Linked DNA regions of Sus scrofa: all the other regions are linked to region 2. The links are chromatin contacts, called in public HiChIP or PLAC-seq maps. All regions are on one chromosome and are shown on one strand. The core of a region is the stretch at or near the end of the contact, and the rest is flanking DNA. Distances in the headings are between cores, read along the strand shown. Region 1 has its middle 35 kb from the start of CD180. Region 2 has its middle 360 kb from the start of CD180. Region 3 has its middle 130 kb from the start of PIK3R1.

Evidence for each region. HiChIP or PLAC-seq counts read pairs in DNA pulled down with a chosen protein or histone mark.
Region 1: an H3K27ac HiChIP or PLAC-seq map of alveolar macrophages shows a contact between it and region 2. The contact joins two enhancer-like sites. A contact is called at or near these places in 2 of 47 Hi-C or Micro-C datasets (embryonic fibroblasts and mesenteric adipose tissue) and 2 of 2 datasets of contacts at active chromatin or transcription factors (alveolar macrophages and skeletal muscle).
Region 3: a contact with region 2 is called in an H3K27ac HiChIP or PLAC-seq map of alveolar macrophages. The contact joins two enhancer-like sites. A contact is called at or near these places in 1 of 47 Hi-C or Micro-C datasets (heart right ventricle) and 1 of 2 datasets of contacts at active chromatin or transcription factors (alveolar macrophages).

The regions. Positions count from the first base shown.
Region 1 is chr16:45,620,642-45,625,032 of Sscrofa11.1, forward strand. No RefSeq gene overlaps it. Among named protein-coding and RNA genes, the nearest start is that of CD180, 35 kb to the left of the region's middle. Within about 2 kb of position 1,755, at least 38 of the 83 cell types and tissues checked have an H3K27ac peak or open chromatin away from gene starts, as enhancers often do. A contact at or near this core is called in alveolar macrophages, where this site is marked.
Region 2 is chr16:45,946,967-45,951,542 of Sscrofa11.1, forward strand. No RefSeq gene overlaps it. Among named protein-coding and RNA genes, the nearest start is that of CD180, 360 kb to the left of the region's middle. Within about 2 kb of position 2,580, at least 4 of the 83 cell types and tissues checked have an H3K27ac peak or open chromatin away from gene starts, as enhancers often do. A contact at or near this core is called in alveolar macrophages, where this site is marked.
Region 3 is chr16:46,298,756-46,303,093 of Sscrofa11.1, forward strand. No RefSeq gene overlaps it. Among named protein-coding and RNA genes, the nearest start is that of PIK3R1, 130 kb to the right of the region's middle. Within about 2 kb of position 2,401, at least 11 of the 83 cell types and tissues checked have an H3K27ac peak or open chromatin away from gene starts, as enhancers often do. A contact at or near this core is called in alveolar macrophages, where this site is marked.

The DNA of each region.
Region 1 (4,391 bases), core at 505-3,004, 330 kb before region 2:
TTCATCTCCTTCTTCCAGGGTCCTAGCATGAGACAGGGGCTCATCTGATGTTGGGTGACGGAGCACTGTCATCAGGCTAACCTAATTGATGGTGTATTTGGAGAATGGGCTAGTAAAATTTAAGCATTACACGCTGTATGGGTCACTTCCTGCTCCCTTCCTTATATCTTCTTCGCCTTTTGACTCCAGCCATTGCTGTGACAGCTTTGTGCAGTTGTGACCCATCAGGTCTTTGCCTTAACTGCACCGCATACCTCTTGCTTTCTGACACCCAGGCTGCTGCTTGCAGTGACCAGGTTAACCACCTTGCTCCATGCATACACTGGGGCAATAATGGGAGTTGGGGGATAAGTACTCCTCCACCCCATATTATTCAGAAAGATGTTGGGGCCTCATTCTACAAGGCAATTCAGAGCATCAGGGGGGAAGGAGCTGCAGTTGCCCATCCCAGTGACTAGTTCAATGAAGGGGCCTTGGATTGGCTTGCCCTCTTTCTCTGTTTAAATCTTCCTAGTCCTCTACTTCTGTTCCTTGGAATCACTTCCCAAAATTATTGATCTTGTCTCAGGCTCTACTTTTGGGAAGAACCTAGACAAAGACGGAAACCTTCATTTACAACCAGCTTCTCTAAGTTATGTTCTTCTCAGACCAAGAGATGTTTGGAAAATGGTTGCAAGTCTCATAAAGTAACCACTAAGTAAAGATAGTATAGGATACAAGGGCATAGGATAGCATCCACCATATAAATGTGCTATAAAGTGTGAAATGTTTTGTGAACCAGGCATTTTTACTCCTCAGTCAGGAGACATACTCAGACAATTGCTCAGTTTTGTAAAAACTCTTCTCCATAATTCTACAGCTGTGTCTTAGGTAGTAACCGAATAGTGATGTTTTGATCATAGTTTTACAGATGGTGAGGCCCTAGACACAGCAGCTTTCACTGAGCAAGTGATGAGGCCCTAGAAGATGTATGTCTTTCCCATGGAAGGTTAGTGCAGGGAGCCTGGATGTGAAACACTATGCTTATACTATTGGGCTGGATGGTTTGCTCTGATGTGTGTGAGTGTGGGTGTGTGGGTGTGTGCATGTGTGTTTGTTTCTTTTTTAAGCACAAGGTATCGATTCCAATCTAACGATTTTAAATATCACAATCCTTGGATTACAAACAGAAAAAAATGACATTTTTTTGGAAAATGGAAAACATTGGGCAGTAAAATTGGCATCTGAAACCCTGTACTTTGCCAAATGCTTAAATCACAGAGTTTTTGTATCTTTTGCAGCTAGAAGAGACATTTAAGATCACTCAGAGCTGGAGAGCCAAATGTTTTCTAACAGAACCAGGGCTAGAACCCAGACCTTGGGAGTCCCCTTCTCATGGTCCTTCTGATAGACCACACTGCCTTTGTTTGATGATCCTTCATTTAAACCAGTGGTTGGCCAACTTTTTCCATAAAGGGCCAGATGATAAATAATTTAGGCTTTGCAGGCCAGTGGTTACTGTCCCAGCTACTCGACTCTGACTTTTTTTTATGTGAAAGCAGCAATAGGGGAACTTACATAAATGAGCATGGCTGTGTTCCAATAAAGCTTTATGTAGAAACACCAGCACTAGGCTTGATTTGTCCTCTGTTTTATACTATTGGAGTCATGGTGATTTTTGCTTAAAGGTCACCAAAATGCTACTGGGTCCTAGAGAGTTAAAGCCGCCACCCAGCTTGGTGGCGAGCCAGGCTGTTGCATCACAGTCCACACATGATTGGGCTTCCTTCCAGGTCTGTGTATGATCAGACTCTGAGCCAGCAGCCAAGAGAGTGAGCCCGGCATCCATAGCACTCCTGTTTCCAGAAGGAATCACAAATTCCCTTCCTGTGCAGATAAAGGAACAATTGTACCAGAGGAGAACTTACTGGAAAGTAATACAGGGTCACCAGGAAGGAAAAGGAATTCACTCCTCGGTCATAGTCCTTAGTCTGGTTAGGAGTCGCTCAGACCTGGAAAGGCCAGCAGAGTTGCATGTCTGAATTTGGCAGGCCTCCAGGACTCCTCACTCAGAGGATAATACATTGGGCTTTGATGATTTCTGTGGCCCACTCAGAGCTTCCTTTGGTTGCTCCAAGTTGCCGCTTCCCTCTCACAGCCAGGTATCTAATTCTCTCCACTGTTTTACTCCCCTCCCATTTATCATCTGCCAGTGCTAAGCCTTTTTTCTGCTGTTAATCACAATCTCCAATAGGCAAAGATTGTCTTTTCTCGGTTTCGTCTTCCACTTGACACCTTAACTTTTGAGTCCCAGTTCTGAAGCCCTGTAAGACAAATGTCTTTCCATAGAAGAAGCTTGGCTTAAACCCTATGTTTATGCCTATGAAGTGGATGTTCGTTCCAGTACATGTGTATTAATGTGTGTGCCTGTGTGTATGTATGTGTGTGTATCTGATGACCTTTAAATCAGGAGGTCACCTTCCCTTTGGACCTCTCTGCCCAGGGAAGGTCCTTTACCGCCTCAGTACTCTAAGTTAGACTCACAAGTGGATATTCTCTGGCCAACATTCTCATGTTTTTACTCCTTCCCTCTCATTTTTCACCATGTGAATCCACAAAATAGTCTTTTTCATAATTGAAAGAATTAAAGACTTTTAAAGGCTGAATGATGTTTCCAATGGATTTAATGATGTAATCCTCAAAAGAGTATATGAATTACCTGTTTGTTTTTTTCTTTTGTCTCTCTCTTTTTTTTTTTTAATTTTTTTAATTTTCCCACTGTACAGCAAGGGGGTCTGGTTATCCTTACATGTATACATTACAATTACATTTTTTCCCCTACCCTTTGTTCTGTTGCAACATGAGTATCTAGACAAAGTTCTCAATGCTATTCAGCAGGATCTCCTTGTAAATCTATTCTAAGTTATGTCTGATAAGCCCAAGCTCCCGATCCCTCCCACTCCCTCCCCCTCCCATCAGGCAGCCACAAGTCTCTTCTCCAAGTCCAAGATACCATCTCACACCAGTCAGAATGGCCATCATTAATAAATCCACAAATAACAAGAGCTGGAGGGGCTGTGGAGAAAAGGGAACCCTCCTGCACTGTTGGTGGGAATGGAAACTGGTACAGCCACTATGGAGAACAGTTTGGAGATACCTTAGAAATCTATACATAGAACTTCCATATGACCCCGCAGTCCCACTCTTGGGCATCTATCCGGACAAAACTCCACTTAAAAGAGACACATGTACCCGCATGTTCATTACAGCACTATTCACAATAGCCAGGACATGGAAACAACCCAAATGTCCATCGACAGATGATTGGATTCTCTCTCTTTTTTTAATGGTTCCACCTATAGCATATGGAAGTTCCAGGGCTAGGGGCTGAATTGGAACTGCAGCTGCAGCCTATACCAAAGCCATGGCAACACTGGATCTAAGCCACATCTGCAACCTATGCCACAGCTTGTGGCAACACCAGATCCCCAACCACTGAGCAAGGCCAGGGATTGAACCTGCATCCTCATAGAGACAACACTGGGTCCTTAACCTGCTGAACCACAACCGGGAACTCTGGAATTACCTGTTTTGATGATTATCTGGTCAGATCTGCTACTGACCCTAAGCTCCTAATGGATGTGCAAATCTTTGGAGCTGAAGTGATTTAGGAAAAAATGTCATTGTTATTAGTTTCCCAAGTAGCATTCTGGCCCCTGGGGAAAGGGATGCTGGTAGTTATGTGATAGGAAGCAGAATGAGGAAGGAAGAAAGGAAAGAATATTTGATTATTTCTTCATAAACAACCAATTCCTTTAGCACCTGGCTATGGTTCCTGCTTCTGTGAGAAGAATATCAATGGCCTTAATATTCCTTTGTTTGTGGCTGGGAAGCCTTTGCGTACTGTTCCAAGATGCCTGGCTCTCAGACTGGCAACAGGACAGAAAATGTGGCGGATATGAAAGGAAACCTCCAACTCAAATCATTTAAATCAGATTGCCTTTTCCTTTAAATCCCACTTTGAAATTCTTCCTAATCTCTGGTTGATTTTTTAGTTACTCTTCTTGCCCCTGAAGAGTGGCGTATTCTTATATGTACAGGTTCTGCTGTTATCACATTATTGCCTTTTTTGTTATTTTGTTATTTTTATTTTTTTTTCTTTTTGTCTTTTAAGGCCACACCTATGGCATATAAAGTGGTTCTTGGGCTGGGGGAAGGGGGGGGGAAATCTGAGCTATAGTCACCAGCCTACACTAGAGCCAGAGCAGTGTAGGATCAGCACCGCATCTGTGACCCATACCACATCTCATGGCAATGCCAGGACCTTAACCCACTGAGCAAGGCCAGGGATCAAACCTACAACCTCATCAATGCTAGTCGGGTTTGTTAACCACTCAGCCACGACGGGAACT
Region 2 (4,576 bases), core at 1,330-3,829:
ACACAAATCCTTTAGTCATTACATTAATGAAAAAAGAGAGATCCAGTCACTTGAGTACCGCCTGTGTTGAATTGATTAAGACTGTATTCCTAGCAATAGGAAACTTTTAACTGAGTCATAAAACATTGAGACCTGAGAATATCCCCAAAATGTCATCTAATCAAGCTTAGTCCTTTTACAGATGTAGAAACTGAAGCCCAGAGGAGTTGACTTGCCTCAGGTGATTCTCAATGTGTAGTTAGATGAATACATGTCTCCTTTCCTGGGGGACTTGCTTAATATGTGAATATGTGGTCCCCAGTCTAGAGCTACTGAAAAAAAGGCTCCAGAAATGGAGTTCCATTATTTACATTTTATCAAATATTACAAGTAGTTCTGTGGACATTGTAAAAAACATTGGTCGACGTCAGAATGTTGATTACTTACAGATCTCTGAGGAAAACTCAAGACTCTAAACTTCTAATCCATTATTCCCATTATTCTAACTGCCTAGCCTTGAAATAAATTCTGTTGCCATCCCCTGCAAACTAACTTTCAAGCTTAGAAACATCCCTAGAAATTAAATTGTGTTACTAGTATGAAATTATTACTAATTATTTATGGTTTGGAAAATATAAACAAAGTCAGTATAATCAGGGTGAACCCTAGGATTAAAGGCCATGAACATTTTCTTGATTAGAGATTTAGAAGGCCTTGGAGCAATCCTTTCCATCCTTGTCAATGGAATAAGGAGCATGTCTTTTTGATTTGATCTAGTCAAAAACTGAGACCTCAGTCCAAAGTGGAAAAGGACACGCTCTGCATATATGTTCATGTTAGACATATTAGCATATTTCTCATCATCTTAGAGTGTAGCTGAAATAATTGTTAATTTTGTTAATATTTTGTTAATTTAAACCCAAATCTTTTTATATATGCACAATTAAAAGTGTCCTTTATTAATTTTAACAGCATATATGATCTGTGAAAATCATATCGTGGAAACTGAAGACAAAATGAAGAAAAACTACATTTTACACTTATTACATTAGGAGGAAATAGAGGATTATAACACAAGTGCTGAAAGACAAGTTGTGTCAAAATGTGGGCTTTGAAACATCAGTTTGGTTAAAATACATAGAGTTTGATTTAGCAGTTGTAATTCTGCATAGGAAGGAAGGTTATTTGTAAGTTTATTACTAAGATCAACTCTGTTGATAACATGCATGCCAGAAATTGGGAAACCCTGTTTTTAAAATAACTATATAAAGTTGAAAAAACAGAATTCCACCTTTATTACCCATGGCTAACAGTCCAATCACACCTATAATTAATTGCTGCTACCTCTTGGGTTCTTGCGGGTATTATATAAAAAATAATTAACAATCTTAGGCCTCTGTTATAATGGTGTTCTAAAAGCTTCCTGTTGTGCTAGGTTTTAACTACTTGAAAGCTGCTTTTGGATTCAGGAATCCAGAAGGCAATATGAAGCCACTTTTAAATGTAATTGATGAAACGAATGCTTTAGCCTTGTGCTTTTGATGAAATATAGTTGTAAATTCATTGGAGGGAGAGGGATTTGAAGGCTAGAAAACTAAAGCTATTGAATTTTTATAAGTGGAAGATCATAAAAATCTAAAGTAGGGTGATTTGATCATAATATATGAATGCTTTTAAACAAAGATAGAGAGAGAATAGTTGAAGGTGAATTTAGAATTTGAAGTTTGGTGACTGGTACAATAGTAGTACCAGTCAATAGGTGTAGTAGAATAATGACAGGGACCTGGATTAGGGATAAGGATGAGTTAGCTGTTAGACACCTTCTCTAGACTAATGAGTGCATTTGGAAACATAACACTGAATTTGTGATAGATTAAATGTATGGAGATACAGATCTAGAAATTATTTGCATTTATGTAATGATTATAGTCATGAGTGATGAGGAGTTTTTTTTTACCAGAAAGGAGAAACAGCAGGAATACCAGGAACTGACTATTGGGTAATAGCTGTGGTCAGGGAATAAGAGAATGGTATGTTTTTGACAACACTAGGAAGCAGTTAGACACATGGGGAAGTTTCAAAATAATATATGTCATGAAAGTCAGTGCCGAAGAGTTTTAGATGAAAATTTGCATATTGTAGACGTCAAGGAGAATACACATGGAGGAAGAACATTATATGGCAAGCAAGCATTGGGCAATTTTATGAGGAATTAAAATATAGCAGAATGAGGAACAAGTGATGATGGGAAAGCATATAGAACAGCAAGCATTGACCTCTAAGTTGAGGAGCCAAAGAGAAAATGATAAATTCTACCCAAAGAGGAGTGAACTGAACTAACCAAAGAGGAACAGTAATAAAAGCAATGTGAAGATAATTGTTCAAAGTACTAGAAGTCACACATTCCTGAAGAAATTAAAGAAACGGGAGACACAGATCCCAAATAAGTATGTTTCCCATTTACTTAATAAATAATCCAGAGTGAAGGAGTTTCAGGATTGATTTGGGAACTGAAAAATGGATCAGAGCAGGCTCTATCTTTCTACTCTGGTATGCTTAGAATGATCTTTTTTTTTTTTTTTTTGGTCCCCATGCTATTACCTCATGTTGTCACGTTGGCAGCTTGTGTTTCAGACATCACATCATGCTTCCCTAAGACAGAAAGCAAAGCTCAAGGCAAAAGGCTTTTTTTTTTTTTTTTTTTTACTTTATGAGACTTTTTTTTTCCCTAAGGATGTTTCTCTGTTATTTTCTGGTCTTCACTGTTTTTGACTATTAGTTTGCTTTTATTTTTATTTTGGTTCTTCCATAATGTTTTATTTTCCTCTGGTTGCTTCTAAGATTTTTTTTCTTTTCATCAGTTTCTCAGCAATTGATTATGCTGTGCCTAGGTGTGCTTTTCTTAGAATGTTCCTTCTTCTTAGAATTTGTTGCTCTTCTTGGTTCTGTGGTCTACACATCACTTTACATTTGGGAAATTTGCAACAGTTATATTCTCAAATACTTTCTGCCCCTCTACCCTTCTCCTCTCCTTCTAGTGAGGTCACTTGATCTCATCCCACAGCCCCTTGAAGTTCTGCTAACATTTTTTCCCTCTGTATTACAGTCTGGGTAGTTTCTGTTGTTCTATATTCACATTTAGTGATCTTTTGTAAAATCTAACCTATTGTTAATCCCATTGAGTGGACTTTTAATCTCAGATAGTGTATTTTATATCTCTAAAAGTTGATTCCATTCTTTTTTATATTTAACATTGCTCATCGTGCTCACACTTTCTTCTACCTTCACTATCCTGTGAAATATATAATAGTTACACTATTATATCGTTATTATATTTTCTCTTTACATTATATTTTAACTACATTATATTTTCTCTCTCTTTTTAAAATGTTTGCATTTTTTTAAATATTTGGGCATTTTTTTCTGAGATGAAGTTAAGTTAATTAGAATCAGTTTGATTCTTGGTTTTGAGCTTTGTTCGGGTGCATCCAGAACAGACTTGACTCAAAGACTGATTATCCCCCAGTATTGAGGCAATACTCTGTGAGGACTCTGCTCAGTATCCTGTGAATTAGAAGATCCTTAGTCTCTGGGTGTTGGAAAAACAAACTGGTCCCAACTTTGCATCAGCTGCTGGGATTATTTCATCTACTCCTTTATGATGATTTCCCCCTGGTTTCCTCACATGCATGCACAAGCCAGTACTTAGACACAGACTTGGACTTGACCCTCAGTAAATCTCTGCAGCTCTTTCTTTCTCTGTGAACCTCTTTCCTCTCTGGTACTTGGCCTTGCAAATTCTAGCCACCTGCTGAACTCCAAACTTTGTCTCATTAATACAGATAAACCACTAGGTCTGATTGGGTTCCTCCCCATGTCCTCCAGCCTGGAAATGTTCTCAAGGATGAGATGTGGGACTCTTCTAGAGTTCACTTTTTTTCTTTTTTTGCTTTTTAGGGCCACACACATGGCACATGGAGGTTCCCAGGCTAGGAGTCGAATTAAAGTTACAGGCCTATGCCACAGCCACAGCAACATAAGAGCCGAACCGCATCTGTGACCTACACCACAGCTCATGGCAACACTGGATCCTTAACCCACCGAGTGAGGCCAGGGATCAAACCTACAACTTCCTGGTTCCTAGTTGGATTCATTTCTGCTGCACCACGACAGGAACTCTAAGTTCACTTTCTTTATTTCCCTCCTCCTAGGCATTGTAGTCCTCTGTGGCCTCTGGTCCGGTGTTGGAAAACTGGTCCAGTGTTCTAGTTATTTAAGGCAGAAAGGTAAGCCTGTTAGTTTACCTTGGCTATAAATAGAAATATTCCTGTACCTGTGCTTGGCATGGAAAGCACTAACCCCTCCCAGCGGTGATGACCCTAAAATCTCATGCAGCTACTGCATCCAGCTTGAAGTTCACTATCTCTGGGTGGTAGGTTATTCTCTCTAGCCTGTCTTGATACAGTTTCTCATGGTCTAACAACTGATAAGCTAAAATAGAAAGTTTTATTCCCTTCTCATCACCTGAGAATGGAAGCATAATAATAGATTTTGGCCTTGAGAAAATAAAGAAGGTTTAAACCAGCTTCCATGGGGA
Region 3 (4,338 bases), core at 1,151-3,650, 350 kb after region 2:
TGATGAAATTAAGTGTGGAGCAGAGACTGAACTTCTTTTGTGGGCAGTGCTGCTCAGGCCTCTCTTCCCCACCAGCTTTCCAAAGCCAAGAACAGGAGCAATGTTCTCTGGATAGTAACCAAGAAAAGACTCCCATTTGCTCAGCCCCTCTCTTGTTTCATTCCTCTCTAGCCCCACCCACCCTCTCACACTTCCAGTTATTTGCGTCAAGCCCCTGGAAGTCAGGGAAATTTGTGTGCATTTATGGAGAGTCAGTCAAGTTTTTTTTTTTGCTTTTTTGTTTTTTGTTTTTGTTTTTGTTTTTGTTTTTTGCTTTTTGCATTTTAGGGCTGAACCTGTGACATATGAAAGTTCCTCCCAGGCTAGGTGGCACATTGGAGCTATAGCTGCCAGCCGACACCACAGCAACATGAGATCCGAGCTGCATCTGCCACCTACACCACAGCTCATGGCCACACCAGATCCCCGACCCACTTAGCTAGGCCAGGGATCGAACCTGCATCCTCATGGATCCTAGTCCAATTCATTTCCCCAACAGGAACTCCCAGTCAAGCTTTTACACTGTTGTCTCCACAAATCATTTTGACCCTCCAGCTTCCACCAATACTGGTCCACTCTCAGCCAGTCCGAAGAGAGTGACCCTAAGATGAAGGAAGCACAAGAGATTATCTGAGAGAGTGACACACTGAAATGCTAGTCGGGTCATGGCTACGCCTGGCCAGGGTGGCGTTCTCACGACCTTCTCCTTAGAGCACAGTCCTGAGTGTATCTCTGCCCCTGGCCTTCTGGAGTCAGGCCTCTTTGCTCCTCTTTTCCTTCTGGCCATCCCATCCATTCTGTTAGCTCCATGGTGTCCTTATAGTCCATACCTTTGCTGCTTTAATTCACCCAGAGCTAGTGTCTGTGGTTTGTAACCAAGAGCTCTGACAGATACAGATGGTCTTTGAGAAGTTTGGCAGTAGACAAAAGGATAGAAATAGCCCAGTAATTTAGAGTGGGGTCACTTTCCCAGAAGAAGTGAGGGCATCTGTGTTCACTTGGCACCTGCCAAAGCTACCTGCTTCTCTGGCTAATACAGAGTCCTGGGCTCAGTGCTCTGTGGCAAACAGGCCTGTAGCTCAGGCCCAATGGTCGGGACTCAGCTATCCTAAACTAGAGGTCAGAGAGAGGAAGCATTTAAAATGGAAAAGAATCATCTGATCATATGCCACACACCTCCCTCCTCCCCTTCTCGTGATGGTCACTACCACACACAAAATGAATTCAGGGTCAGAAAAGAAAAGTTATCTGTGGAAACAGACAGTCATTTCCATCTTTTCTTCTTCATGGTAGGAACACCCCATAGTTACAAGCAAGGGTTCAGGGTGCCAGAGATCACTGACCTATTCAGATAGACACACTTCTTTGTGTTCACAAATATTCGTGCATTTTGGTATAAGCAAGAGACGCTTCGGAGATGCGTCATTTCTGGGAGTGAGACTGACCCCTTCTGGAACTGACGATTTGGATGACAGAGAGCTGCTGAATAATCACATGATCTAAGGCAGGAGAACTGTTTTGACCACTATCAAGAGAAGTGACGTTGAAATCAAATTTTTTTTCCAGAAGGAAATAGAGACTATGGGTGTTGCCATGGTGGCTCTGCAGTTAACAAACCCAACTAGTATCTCTGAGGACTCAGGTTCGATCCCTGGCCTTGCTCAATGGGTTAAGGATCCAGCATTGCCATTAGCTGTGGAATAGGTCAGAGATGTGGCTCATATCCAGAGTTGTTGGGGCTGTGGTGTAGGCCAGCAGCTGTAGCTCCGACTGGACCCCTAGCCTGGGAACCTCCATGTGCCACAGATGCAGACCTAAAAAGACAAGGAAAGAAAGAAAGAAAGAAAGAAAGAAAGAAAAAAGAAAGAAAGAAAGAAAGAAAGAAAGAAAGAAAGAGAGAGAGAGAGAGAGAGAGAGAGAGAGAGAGAGAGAGAGAGAGAGAAAGAAAGAAAGAAAGAAAGAAAGAAAGAAAGAAAGAAAGAAAGAAAGAAAGAAAGAAAGAAAGAAAGAAAGGGAAAGAAAGAAGGCAGGTAGGCAGGCAGGCAGGCCGGCAGGCTACCTGACTCTATCTGTCATCTGAACAATGTTCTATCACATGATGACCCCACCACTCCGGGAATGAGGCTTTCCTTTATGGGAAATAGAGACCTGGGGTCAACAGCCCCGTGGTTAGGGAAGCAAGAAGCTGGGTGAGTGCCATGGGAAACGTACACGGGTTCCCCCACAGATTTCCCCTGTGAACAAAAGCAGAAATCCACCAAAAGGACAAGGAAGTTAGATTCACGTCCCTAAAGGGGAAGATGAAGCATGAGCTGTGCCTGTGTGAGCAGGGTGACGCCACACAAGTGGAAAGAAAGGTCAGATGCTGGGGAGGCCAGAGTCAAGGGCAGCATGAGGTCACGGGATTAGAATGCCAGGGCTTGAATCCTGGCTTCAGCATTTACAAGCTGTAGGACTTCAAGCAAATTAACTGAATTATCTGTGCTTTGTTTTCCTCATCTGTAAAATGGGAATGAAAATGATTATCTCATAGGGTTGATGTGTGGATTAAATTGGTTAATACATGTAAAGTGCTTAGAACAATGTCTAACACATAGTAACCCTGTATACACGTTAGCTATGATTATCAGTGCTTGCTATTCTTACTATGCTGAAATGTTTTGCCATATATAAAGCAATATACAGTTGTAAGGCATGGTGTTGGATTGACCAGTGTGTTAGACTACTAGGGCTATCATGACAAAGTACTGCAGGCTGGGTGGCTTAAATGTCAGAAATTCATTTTCTCATAGTTCTAGAAGCTGGCAGTCTTAGACTAAAGCACCGGCAAGGTTGATACTGCCAAGGCTCCTTTCCTTGGCTTGTAGATGGCTGTCTTCTCCCTTTGTCTTCACACGGCCTTGCTTCTATGTCTATGTCCTCATCTTCTCTTCTTCTGAGGATACCAAACGTATTGGATTGAGCCCACCCTAATGACCTCATTTAGCTTTAATCACTACTTGATGATCCTGTCTCCAAATACAGTCACATTCTGAGGTTCTAGGGGTGGGGTGGGGTTAGGATGTCAATATATGAATTTGGAAAGTGGCAAGAGAGACTGACACACAATTCAGTTGGTAATAACCAGCTGTCAGTTTGGTTAAGCTGGAACTGTGTTCTAGAGTTGGCCCAAAGAGGTACTTGTGCAGAAAAAAAGTGCAAGTCTGTTACTCTCTGGATGTCATAGAAGAAGTGCCAGATAGATGTGGAGATACCAGAAGATAGATGTGGAGATGCCAGAAGATCCAGGTTCTCCTGGCTCCCCTCTGCTCCCCAGCCCTTCTTCCAGATTGTTGACCCTACTGACTAACAGTGGCTCGGAACCATCTCTAGACAAAAGGCTGAGGACTCAGACTTTTCCCATACCCCTCATGATCCCACTTCAGTGGCTGGACAGGGTTGGCTTCTAGTTTGACTAGCTGGTGAATCCTCGGGTCTTCCACTCCCCTCGCCTCTCAGAATTGTGTAAAATCTCTACAAAGTAAATGTCTTATCCTATTTGACTCATAGTGACCCTGCTTGTGTGATTGAACCCTGACCTATACAGGAATAATAATACTAATAGCAACAATGATAATAACAAAATCTTTTGGAAATATTATCACTGAACCTGAAAAGAGACTCTGACTCACTCCATAGCATGCATTTGAAGTTCTTCTAATTATCTCAAGGCTGAGCTCACTCCAAAGTCCTCTGAATTAGTCTTCTTGCTTTCATCTCTCCTGGCTCCAATATGTCCCACAAAAGACTGCCAGAGAAGATTTCTTGAACCACAGTTATGTCATCAGGTGACAATCAAGGGAGGCCCCCAGAAGACAGCTGAGTAGAAGGCCTAGAGAACAACAGGTTGAGATTAAAACAAAAGGATGGAGGATTCCTAGAGGGATATCTCCAGGGAGGAAAAAAATAAGATGGATGCAAAGCATGGGAAATATTAAGAGGGCGGTTTATAGTACCATTGGGTCATTGACAAAAATGGTAATGGGAAATAGAAAATTAAGAATTTTTTAAAAGGAGTATTAATTCTAGGACATACAAAAAATCATGCAAGAAAAAATCTATACAAATGATACTACTGCGCTCAAAGGTGGAGAGTTTTTAGGCATCATAATGTAATCTAAGCACAGCTAATAGCAGGACGATGTATATCAGAGTAGGTTGTGAAGTCGGCATATGAAGAGAATGAGAAGGGGGATAACATGGCAGGGCAGGAACCACACCGGAGCCTGTGTGAAGGCTGTGCCAAGACAAGGTTTTAAA